Linked DNA regions of Gossypium hirsutum: region 1 is linked to region 2. Evidence: chromatin contacts called from public Hi-C data. All regions are on one chromosome and are shown on one strand. Each heading gives the region's core, a stretch centred on a gene start, on an enhancer-like site or on the middle of the called end of the contact. The rest is flanking DNA. Distances are from core to core; before and after follow the strand shown.

Region 1 (5,410 bases), core at 515-3,014, 56 kb before region 2:
TTCCTCAACTCCTTTTGGTGAAAAAGAAACATCAGTGCTGGACAACACACAAAGAGCGCGGCGAAAAGTTGCAAACTGCTTGGGAGTGATGGGTTTAGTCAGAACATCAGCCACCTGTTTGTCAGAGGAACAAAGTTGACCAGCAGGGTACCATTAAGTACCTTCTCACGAACAAAATGATGGTCAATCTCGACATGTTTTACATGAGCATGGTGAGTAGGATTTGCAGCTATTGACACGGTAGAGGTGTTGTCGCACCAGACAACTGGAGACTCGCAGGGAGGCATACCCAGCTCATCGAGCAACTGTTTAACCCATAGCAATTCAGCCACACAATTAGCGAGACTACAGTATTCAGCCTCAGAGGAGGATCGAGACACAACGAGTTGCTTTTTGGAGCACCATGTAATGGGATTCGACCCTAGATAGATAACATAACCAGTGGTGGAACGCCGATCTTCCACCGAGGAAGCCCAATCAGCATCAGAATAGCCGACTAACTCAAACTGGCCTTTGGAGAGAAACAATCCATGATCTAAAGTACCTAGAAGATACCCCAACACCCGTTTAACAGCCTTCCAATGAGCTTCACTAGGAGCGTTCATGTATTGACTAAGCTTATTAACACAGAATCATAAATCGGGACGAGTAATGCACACATATTGAAGCATGCCGACTATGCTTCGGTACAAGGGGCCATCAACAAATGGCGGGCTGTCATCAGAGGCAACTAGCTTTGGAGTGCTGACCATAGGTGTTGGTGTAGTCGATGCGCCTGACATGCCAGTCTTGTGAAGTATGTCTGTAATGTATTTTTTCTGGCTTAAGAGCAACCCTTGTGATGTATGATGAACAGAAATACCCAAGAAAAAGTGGAGTTGTCCCATGTCTTTTAGAGCAAATTGACGATGAAGTTGCTGCACCACAGTATCAATCTCATTAGTGGAGCTTCCAGTGATAATAATGTCATCGACATACGCCATAAGCAATAGAGAACTCTCTATAGTAGCTCGAATGAAAAGTGAAGGATCTGCTTTTGAAGCTCGAAAACCAAGTTGAGTAACCAGATAGTGTTTGAGAGTCTGAAACCAAGCTCGAGGGGCTTGTCTCAAACCATACAAAGCTTTGTTAAGCTTGCAGACTAGCTGCTGACCATTGGGATCGACCACCTCAAACCCTGGTGGTTGGCTTATGTAGACCTCCTCAGTCAACACACCATTGAGAAAAGCATTATTTACATCAACCTGTCTTAAGGACCATCCTTTCATGACCGCAAGAGCGAGAACAGTGCGAATAGTTGCTGCTCGTACAACTGGACTGAAAGTGTCACGAAAATCAAGTCCAGCATGCTGAGAGAACCCTTTTGCGACTAAGCGAGCTTTATATCTATCCACCGTGCCATCGGCGTTCCTTTTCACCTTAAAGAGCCATTTACAGCCTATGGCTCGTCTATTTTCAGGTAGTAGACAGAGACTCCAAGTGCGATTGTGAATAAGAGCTTGCAGCTCATTATGAACAGCAGCTTTCCAAGGCTCAGTGCTCATGGCAGCATGGATATCAACGGGAACATCTTCAGACATATCAGTTGCTGTACTCAGGTATACCTTAGGTTTAAAAATCCCTGCTTTGCTTCTGGAGACCATAGCATGAGAGTTATGAGGAAGACAGGTTGTTGAAGGGTTTTGACCAGGTAAGGGGTGTGGAGAGGATGGATCAGGTAGGCTGGAACTAGGTGGAGAAGGGGAAGAGTTGACTGAAGTGGGGGGAACATGATCAGACGAGATAGGTTGAGGTGTAGGATGCAAGGGGATGGCTAAGGGAGTGGTTGAAATAAGAGGTGGGAAACTAGTAGTGGAAGATTGAGCTGGCGACAAGACAAGAAGTCTAGAACTAGACTGTGACTTAGTTATAGGTGGGACAGATTGGTCAGCAATGGATTGAAATGGAAAGACTGTTTCATGAAAGGTGATGTGACGAGAGACATATACACGCCCATTACTATCCTGACAACGGTACCCTTTGTGCATGGGAGAGTAACCTAAGAATGTGTATGGGGTTGACCTAAACTGTAATTTATGAGTGTTGTAAGGGCGAAGGTTAGGAAAACACAGACACCCAAAGACACGTAGAAAGGAGTAATTTGGTGAGACTTTAAACTATTTTTCATACGGTGAGACCTGGTTTAGGGGGGAGGAAGGTAACCTGTTTATCAAATACACAGCAGTGCTGAAAGCATCACGCCAGTAGGATACTGAACCAATCCTTAGTTAGTTACTCTAACATACAAAATCTTTTGATGGTACAATAATGGAAAAGAGTAGTAGTAGATGAGGATTACCGGTCCAAGCCAAGTCAAAGATTTTGTCCATATCCAAAAAGCCAAGCACCTGACAATACATCAAGCATAATCTTTTGAAGTACAAATGAAGTCCCTCATGCTATGTCTATCAAACCTCTTAAGCAAATAATATAAGAGTTTTGTGATCATGAAAATGTAAAACTCCTGCAGCTGGAAACTTATTTAAAGTGTTTCTACATAATTGTTTACACATAGCAGAATGTTCATTCTGTGGCAAGTGTTAAGACATTATTATGGAGTTAAGCAGGTGTTAGTGTTCACGTTAATGTGAAAGGATTGAAGGCTAAACAAAAAGTTCTGTTGTGATTTTGAAACATAACTTCTGCAATATTCAGCTTTGTGACGGGAAAAAGACAAAACAAAATATCGGCTAATCTTTATCAGAGCTAGGTTTCGATCCTGAGACCTGTGGGTTATGGGCCCACCACGCTTTCGCTGCGCCACTCTGATTGTTGGTAAGCAGGTTGTAATTTAAATTATTAAAAGTATAGAGACACAAATCTGAAATTACACAAGACCCTCATTGGTGATTTTAGGTAATATCAATTTGAATTAATTCAATTTTCGATCATCCAAAATTGAGAACCGGGTTCTCCCGCGAGTTGTTTTATTTTTTCACTTTTAAGTTTAAATTATTTTTTAAAAAAATTGGGTCGAATAAATTTGAATTTTGATTAAATAGATTTAAATTGTTGATTTTTATGATTAAGTTTAGATTTCAATTGATCAAACTCGAATTTTTCAGTTCAGGAAAAAATTGACTGATCTAATTATGACTTAATGCCAAAATATGGATAAAAACCTCTTTTTTATTTGGTTGGTGATCATTGTAAACAATTTTATCGTAATTAAAATGTTATAGTTTGATTTTCCTTTTTTAAACATTAACCTCGGTTATGTTATATACTCTAATTAATTAGATTTTATAAATATACATATCTAAAAACATTTTTATTGACGAATAAAGAAAAGAATAAAATTTTAAAAAAAAAATTAACCATATTTTTATAGTGAAAAAAGGTGAAAACATTTGACTAGGGAATAGAATTATTTGGTATGTTGTATTATTTAGAATTACTTAACATATTACAAGACTAATTTATTTTGGTATTCTTTTTGCACTTAATTCTAAAATGTTAATATATTTCCATTGCATAAGAGTCAATATTTTTAATTTTATCATTCAACAGTATTAAAACATTATATCAATAACCAAATTGTTTTAAAATGTAAACATTAAGCATAAAATTACCATCTATTTTGGGAATATTTGTTTCAAGTATCAATTACTCATATAATTACACTAAAATCATTTATGTAAAAGATTTAAGGTTATTCATTTTATTTTCAAGTTCAAATAATATTTTAAAAAAAACATTTTATATCGTAATTCAAGTAGTGAATCCCCATTTACAATTTTTATTTTTATTATATAACAATTAAGAAAAAAGCAAGATAAGAAGTTGGATGTCAAAGATTTTATCCACAAGACTAAAAGCATAGTCATCCAAAATCCAATTCAAAATATTCCCATTCTAAAACGAAAGAGGACAACTCCATAGAAATCAAATCACAAATTTCTTGCCTATGGATTCCTAGACAATTGCATATCTTATTCCTTCAACCACCAAACATTGCATTCTAATTTCTACCCTATTTGCATCAATTACAACAATTCTTCAACATTTGGTTGCGTTGCTAAACCCCTGGGATCTTCAAAGTCTAGATTTGAGTTCTTGTGTTGGTAAAATCTTAAGATCTTGAAGGTTCAGATTCTAACTTCTATTATATGCGAGTTTTTTCATATATTTATTTTGTTTAATTGTTAGTTTAAATTGAATTAATTATTTAATTCGATATTTGTAATGATTCATAATTAAAAGCTCTATATAATTTTTTTTGTTTGAAAAAAAAAACACTTTTAAAAGCAAAATGACATTTTTAACCTTTATTTATCATTCAATGTTTTTTTTAATATATATAATTAATTTCCTTTTAAAATTATTTTAAATACGAAACATTATATATTTAAATTTATAATATTATGTTTGTATGCAATTTTAATATATTAAAATATTATAATGAGCTGTAATAAATTATCTTTTATACATTTTATTATAATTTAAGTTTAAATACATATATTTTACTTTATAAAATAAAAATTTTAATAAGAATAACAAAAAAAAATTCTAAAATTAGTTTTTCCACGAAATTTTTTTTGAAACCACAACTATATTAAATGAATCCATAAAAAAATATTATTAAGAGAGTGTGAAATACATAAAAATAAGATTGGAGAGTGTGTAGAAATTGAAGTGGATGTGTGGTCTTAAAAACAAAACAAAAAAGTTGTATTGAGTGGGCAAAACGATTTTTGGAGAATTATTTTGTTATGTTTTATGGACCCAACTTTTCATTAAAGGCGACAAAGGGCCTATGTTTTTTAAGGTTTTAGATGAGAAGCGTAAAATCAGAAAAGAGGGTATTTAAATGGTTGTTGAACAAGATGGAGACATATACATATGCCTTTGCATACTGGAATTTATGGAAGTCGACGCAATTTTTTTATTTCATCCAAACCCACTCTATTTTACTTTAAAATCAAATCAATAATATCATTATTATATTTCTAAGTGAAATAAAAATGAGGTACTTTTCAATAATATATTTAAATTTTATGTATAAATATATTAATCAAAAATATTCTTAATAAATTAAATTAAATTAGTACTATCTAAATCTCACTAATAGATAATATTATTAATATATTATAGTTTTTAATTTAATTTTTTTAAAAAATATGATTTGAATCTCAAATGGCGTTATATGTGTCTTAAATGTTGATACAGGTGTATAATAGTCACCTTCCTATAACATCCAAAATTTTGTCAGACAAATAGATTGTTATAAAGATGATTCTTCTGTTAATTTCAAGTTCATTATAATGTTATTTTTTTATTACATGACTACCGAGCGATTATTTTTTTTTAATCTCAAAATATCACACCAACAATTTAAAAAGATATCAATTAAAGTTAACGGCGTTATCAA
Region 2 (5,538 bases), core at 2,580-5,079:
TTCGTGTTATGGATTCCTCTGGTGAATCGAATTCTCTTTTAGTTCCCAAAAACACAGTGATCACAAAAATTCAGTTTGTAAATTTCTTGCCCATCAAGAAGTCCTCTTTTGCTCAATTCTGCCATGCCATTCTCACTCATATGCCCTAGGCGCATATGCCAAAGTTTAGTAATATCATCATATGACAAGGAAGAGGAAGCGACAGTTGCATCACCAGTAACAGTAGAACCCTGCAAAACATATAACTTGGCAATCTTTCTCTGCCCTTTCATCACAACAAGGAAACCTTTGGAAATATTTAAAACCCTACTTTTAACTGTGTATCTGTACTCTTTTGAATCAAGAGTACTCAATGAAATTAAATTTCTTTTTAGTTCTGGAACATGTCGTACGTTACTAAGTGTTTTGACAACTCCATCAAACATCTTAACTTTAATTGTTCCAACACCTGCGATTTTACACGAAGCATTTTTTCTATCAAAACAACACCTTTAGACACTGTTTCGTAACTTGTAAACCGATCCTGATTAGGACTCATGTGGAAGGTGCAGCTTGAATCAAGTATCCACTCCTCGCTTACTTTAGAATCATTGACAGAAGTGACTAGAAGTTTACTATCGCTGTAGTTTTCTACAATATCATCTTCACCGGAATTTTCTGGTTGTTTGCCCTTTTGATTGCAGCCTTCCTTTTAATCTTGTTCTGTAGCTTATAGCACTTAGATTTAATGTGCCCTTTCTTCTTGCAGAAGTTACAAGTTTTACCTCTGTTTGAAGACTTTGATCTACCTTTAGATTTACCACGATGATTCCGTTCCTGTGTCCTACCACAATCATCATCAGTATTTCGATCTTGTCTTCCACGAACAATGAGACCCTCTCCCTAAGAGTCAGGTTTAACCACAAGATGCTTCATCTTATTATACAAGGTTAAAAAATCATAAACCTTATCAACTGTGAGAGACTCGCGGGTATATAAAATCGTGTCTCTAAAGGTTGAATAAGACCGGGGCAATGAACAAAGTAGAATCAACCCTAGGTCTTCCTTATCATACTGAACCTCTATGGCCTCCAAGTTTGAGAGAATTTCTTTAAACACTGTTAAGTGTTTGTGTACAGACGCACTTTCCTCCAAATGATGAACATAAAGGCGCTGCTTCATATGCAACTTGCTTGTTAGAGTTTTCGACATACATATTTGTTCTAGCCTCTTCTATAATGCATCAGTGGTCTTCTCTTTCATCACATCCTGCAAAATTTCATTGGACAAATGCAGATGTAGTTGTGTTAACGCCTTTCGATCCTTACGCATCTTCTCTTCATTTGTTAATGTCGAAGGCATCTTATCTATCCCTAGCAGGGTATCCTCTAGATCCATCTGCGCAAGAACTGCTTGCATCTTAATCTACCACAACGCAAGTTTGGTGTTGCGATCCAACAACAGAATTTCATACTTTAAAGATGACATTACCGTGATCGAGATGAACAACCCGAAAACTCTGATACCAATTTGTTTTAAAAAAATAAAAGTAAAAATAAAAAAATAAAATAAAAACACAGATTTTTACGTAGAAACCCTTTCGGAAAAAAAAATCACTGCCAGAGGAGAAGAAAATTCACTATGTCGAATTCGAATTATTATTACAAGAGGAATAGACTATGTTTATTTATAGGTTTGTAAAGCCATATTCTAGTAAGACTAAAACACCTTATTCTAATCAATATCAAATAAATGGAATTTAATAAGGTTTAAAAAACCTTATTGTAAAATAAAATAAAAGAAGTGTAATTCTATATGGATTCTTCTTTTATTTATTTTACCACTGTATTTTATTTAAATAAGGATTCGGGTTACTTAATTCTAACACAAGCCTATAAATAGGCATAATCTATTCCTCTTGTATTAATTCGAATTCGACATAGTAAATTTTCTTCTCCTCTGCCCGTGGTTTTTTCCCGAAAAGGTTTACACGTAAAAAATCTATGTGTTCTTTATTTTATTTTTTATTTTATTTTCACAAAGGCAAACTTATTTTTGAGAATTCGAGACGTCGCGTGCTAACTTACGGGATACGACCTTTTGTTACCTCGAGATAAGAAAGCCTTTTATATATGTTTTGATTTATTTAAGGGATTTTACTAAAAATATATACATTAATACAAAGAGGGATCGTGTTTTTAACTCCTTTCAAATTTTCAATTTTCGACACTAAGGACATCAAGTAATTAATTAGGTACCAATTTTGGGCGTAACGAGGGTGCTAACCCTTCCTTGTGTGTAACCGACTTCCGAATCCGTTTTTTAAACTCTGTAGACCAAAAATCGTTGTTTTAAATCAAACATTTTATTAAAACGATCAAATTACGAGGTGATCTGATCACACTTCATAAAAAAGATTAATGGCGACTACATTTTCATTTTTAAAATAAAAAGTCGATTTCAAAAAAAAAAAGTTCCGACACCCATTAACAGTGTTAAAATTATTTTGTTAAATTCAACTTTATTACAACACTATTTTTTAGTTATATTGCTACAAAGTGAATATTATTTATTTCAAAATGTCACAACAACAAATTCATACAATTATTTTAATGGTAGTGACTAATTTACACAATTATTTCATTTAAAGTGACTAACTTAATTATTTTATTCAAAGTGACTAACTTAAAAAAAAGAGTTTTAGAATGATCAAACTAAGGTTAACTCTATCTTAAAGTGATCATCAGTATAATTTACCCCAAACAAAATTAGGGTGAACAATTTACAAGTTCGATCCAAAAAATTTAAAACCCAATTTACTTTTAAAACAAAATTAACTTACCTCTAAAACCAAAAAAAAAAACCAAATAAACGTATTTTAGATCGATTTGATCCAAAATCTACATTTAAAAAAAGTATACAAACTACTACCTGACAAACTAAATAATTTAACACAACACAGTATAACACAAGTTTCATAATCCATCACAACATTGCAACAAAATTATTTTCATTAACAATTTTTTTATTTATCAAATAATGAAGTGAGTTTTGCTTGAATGGGCGTCAAATGCTGAAATGAACCGTGTAGTGAAAGTGAAGGATCGGGTTTGGGTGTAGTATTTTTGGGTTTAATTTATTAATTCAGTTTAAATATCAATTGGATTTAATTTTTGGATATTGGCCCAATTAGTATAAATTTTAAGGGTAAATTATGTAACTCAACTTTAAAAAATTATAAAAAGTCACTAAATTATTTAAAATTTTTTTATTTAAAATATTGGATTATTATTAATTTTTTTACAATTAACGAGTTCTAAGCAACAAAAATAAATGATTGGTACGGTAGTTCAATATCTATCAACAAGTAAAAAAATATATTAAATCCAAGTCAATCTAATGATCAATGTATAATATTAGAAAAAAAAGTTTCTTAAATTTTAGTTTGAATATTCATGACGTTTAAAGTTGTTTCATAAGAAAAAAATAGACTGTAAAAGAGAAGGGGAAGCAAAGCTTTTGATTGGTGGAGGTGATGAAGATAGAAAAAGTTATACAACATTAATTTTAACAATTTATTAATTTAAATAAAAACTTTCAAATAGTTTAATGATTATTTTATAACTTTTTAAAATTGAGTGACGAAAACATAAATTTACTAATAATTTAATGACAATGAATATAATTTACCCCGATTACAATTAGATTCTGAATTGAGTTTAGGTTTATAATATATAAAATATAAAAATAAAAATAAAAATATGATTTAAAACCGGTTAATTCAATTTTAATTTTTTTAATCAATCCATTTTGCCCAACTTTTTAAACCGAAACAAAAATCAACTATTTGATTTTTGCACACTCCTGCAAATTACCATCACGCGCCACACGCGGTTGCCAATGCCATCTCTAAAGAGAAGGTATCCGTGTCAAAAGAAATACAAAATAAAATTCTCTTATAATCGCGTGGGGTCTACAAACATAGCCAATCAGAACACAAAACATCCCAATTTTTGCCTTTCTCTACATAATAATTATAATTATTATTATTAAAAATTGATTTCTGGGAGATTTCTTTTTTAAGCTTTATTTTTGCCTCTTTACATTTCTCCGCTACTTTCAGCAAAAAAAAAAAAAAAAAAAAACCACCCAAACAGACAATAGACTAGGACAGGAGGATCTCTCAGGTACTTGTTCTTTTTTATCTCTAGTTTCCTCTTTATTTCGTTTTATTTTTTGGTTTCTCTTCAATTTAAAATTTTCTTTGTTAGACACAAAAAGCGATCTAGCTTGAAAATTTCTATTTTTTTAATAAAATTTTGTTTGTTTTAGGGTTTAGGTGATGGCTTCGAAGCGGATCTTGAAGGAGCTCAAGGATCTCCAGAAAGATCCTCCTACCTCTTGCAGCGCAGGTTCATTTTTTTTTCTACTTCGTGTTTCGATTTGTTCATTTCTGAATTTTTTAGATTTGTTCGTTGAAACTCTTTTTTTTTTTTGAAAAATTGATTAGAAATTTTTTAGATATCTGCTTTTGAAAAAGAAAATTATGACATAATAATTACTATTGCTGCATAATTCAATTTGAACTATATATAACGAATCTATTTTCTATACTTATTATTGGTCTTTTCATTTTGACCATGATGATTCCATTTTATTCTAACTACAATATATTTATTTTTTATTTTTTTAAAATTTTCATGTCTAATTATTAGTTAATTATTGTTCATGTCTGTTTGTTAAGGTGTTATTTGGTCGTACGAAATTGTTCATGTATAGGTGAAGTTTGTAAGGAAACGATTTGGATAATTGCATGTATTGAGTATATGAACTCGTCATTTCTGTTATATGTGCTTAAATTTCTTAAGGCAAATAAGAGTAAGGATGAGTGGTTCGTTCAATTTTAATTTGGGAAAAGATTATCATAAGATTACTTGGTGATTGTTCATCTAACTATTGTCCTTTTGCTTATTTTTACTATTGAATTAGGCCCTGTTGCTGAAGACATGTTTCATTGGCAAGCAACTATTATGGGTCCTCCTGACAGTCCATATGCTGGTGGAGTGTTTCTAGTCACCATTCATTTCCCTCCGGACTATCCATTTAAACCACCAAAGGTAGTTGATTGTATTCCTGAACCAAACTAGTTTACATTCTTTCTTGCCTTGGCTCTATAATTTGTATTTTTAGCTATCAAGTGTTGTTATCCTATATCTGTTAATTACTGGATTTCCTGTGGTCTCATTTACAAGTTTGGTCCTTCCACTTATTACTTTTGGTTTCAGTTTGGATGCATAACATTAGTATTCAGGTTGTCTATTTGTAGGCCAAGTTGAGCTACACGTGAGGGGGAGTGTTAGGTGATGTTATCCCACATTTATTAAGTATTGGTCATATTTAAGTTGTGCCACTCCACTTATTACCAATTGGTTTTAGGTTGGATGCTTAACATTATCTTTATTGACTATATATTTGACTGTAACTGGCTGTCTTTTTCATTTAAAATCATGCCACTATATCTCTAAGTGCCTTGAAGAAAATTTCTCAGCATATTCTGCA

What was found. Hi-C and Micro-C count contacts between places; a contact is called where the count stands out from the background.
Region 1: a Hi-C map of leaf shows a contact between it and region 2, with 4 times the contacts expected there. The contact joins the enhancer-like site here to the promoter of LOC107951155 in region 2. A contact is called at or near these places in 12 of 34 Hi-C or Micro-C datasets (callus, hypocotyl, leaf and 1 more).

The regions. Positions count from the first base shown.
Region 1 is chrA02:47,915,840-47,921,249 of Gossypium_hirsutum_v2.1, reverse strand. No RefSeq gene overlaps it. Among protein-coding and RNA genes, the nearest start is that of LOC107951157, 23 kb to the left of the region's middle. Within about 2 kb of position 1,764, at least 6 of the 9 cell types and tissues checked have an H3K27ac peak or open chromatin away from gene starts, as enhancers often do. A contact at or near this core is called in hypocotyl and leaf, where this site is marked.
Region 2 is chrA02:47,862,022-47,867,559 of Gossypium_hirsutum_v2.1, reverse strand. It overlaps LOC107951155 (ubiquitin-conjugating enzyme E2-17 kDa), which reads left to right and starts at 3,829. Exons shown (of 5, transcript XM_016886088.2): 1 at 3,829-4,166; 2 at 4,312-4,391; 3 at 4,969-5,096. The coding sequence starts at 4,322.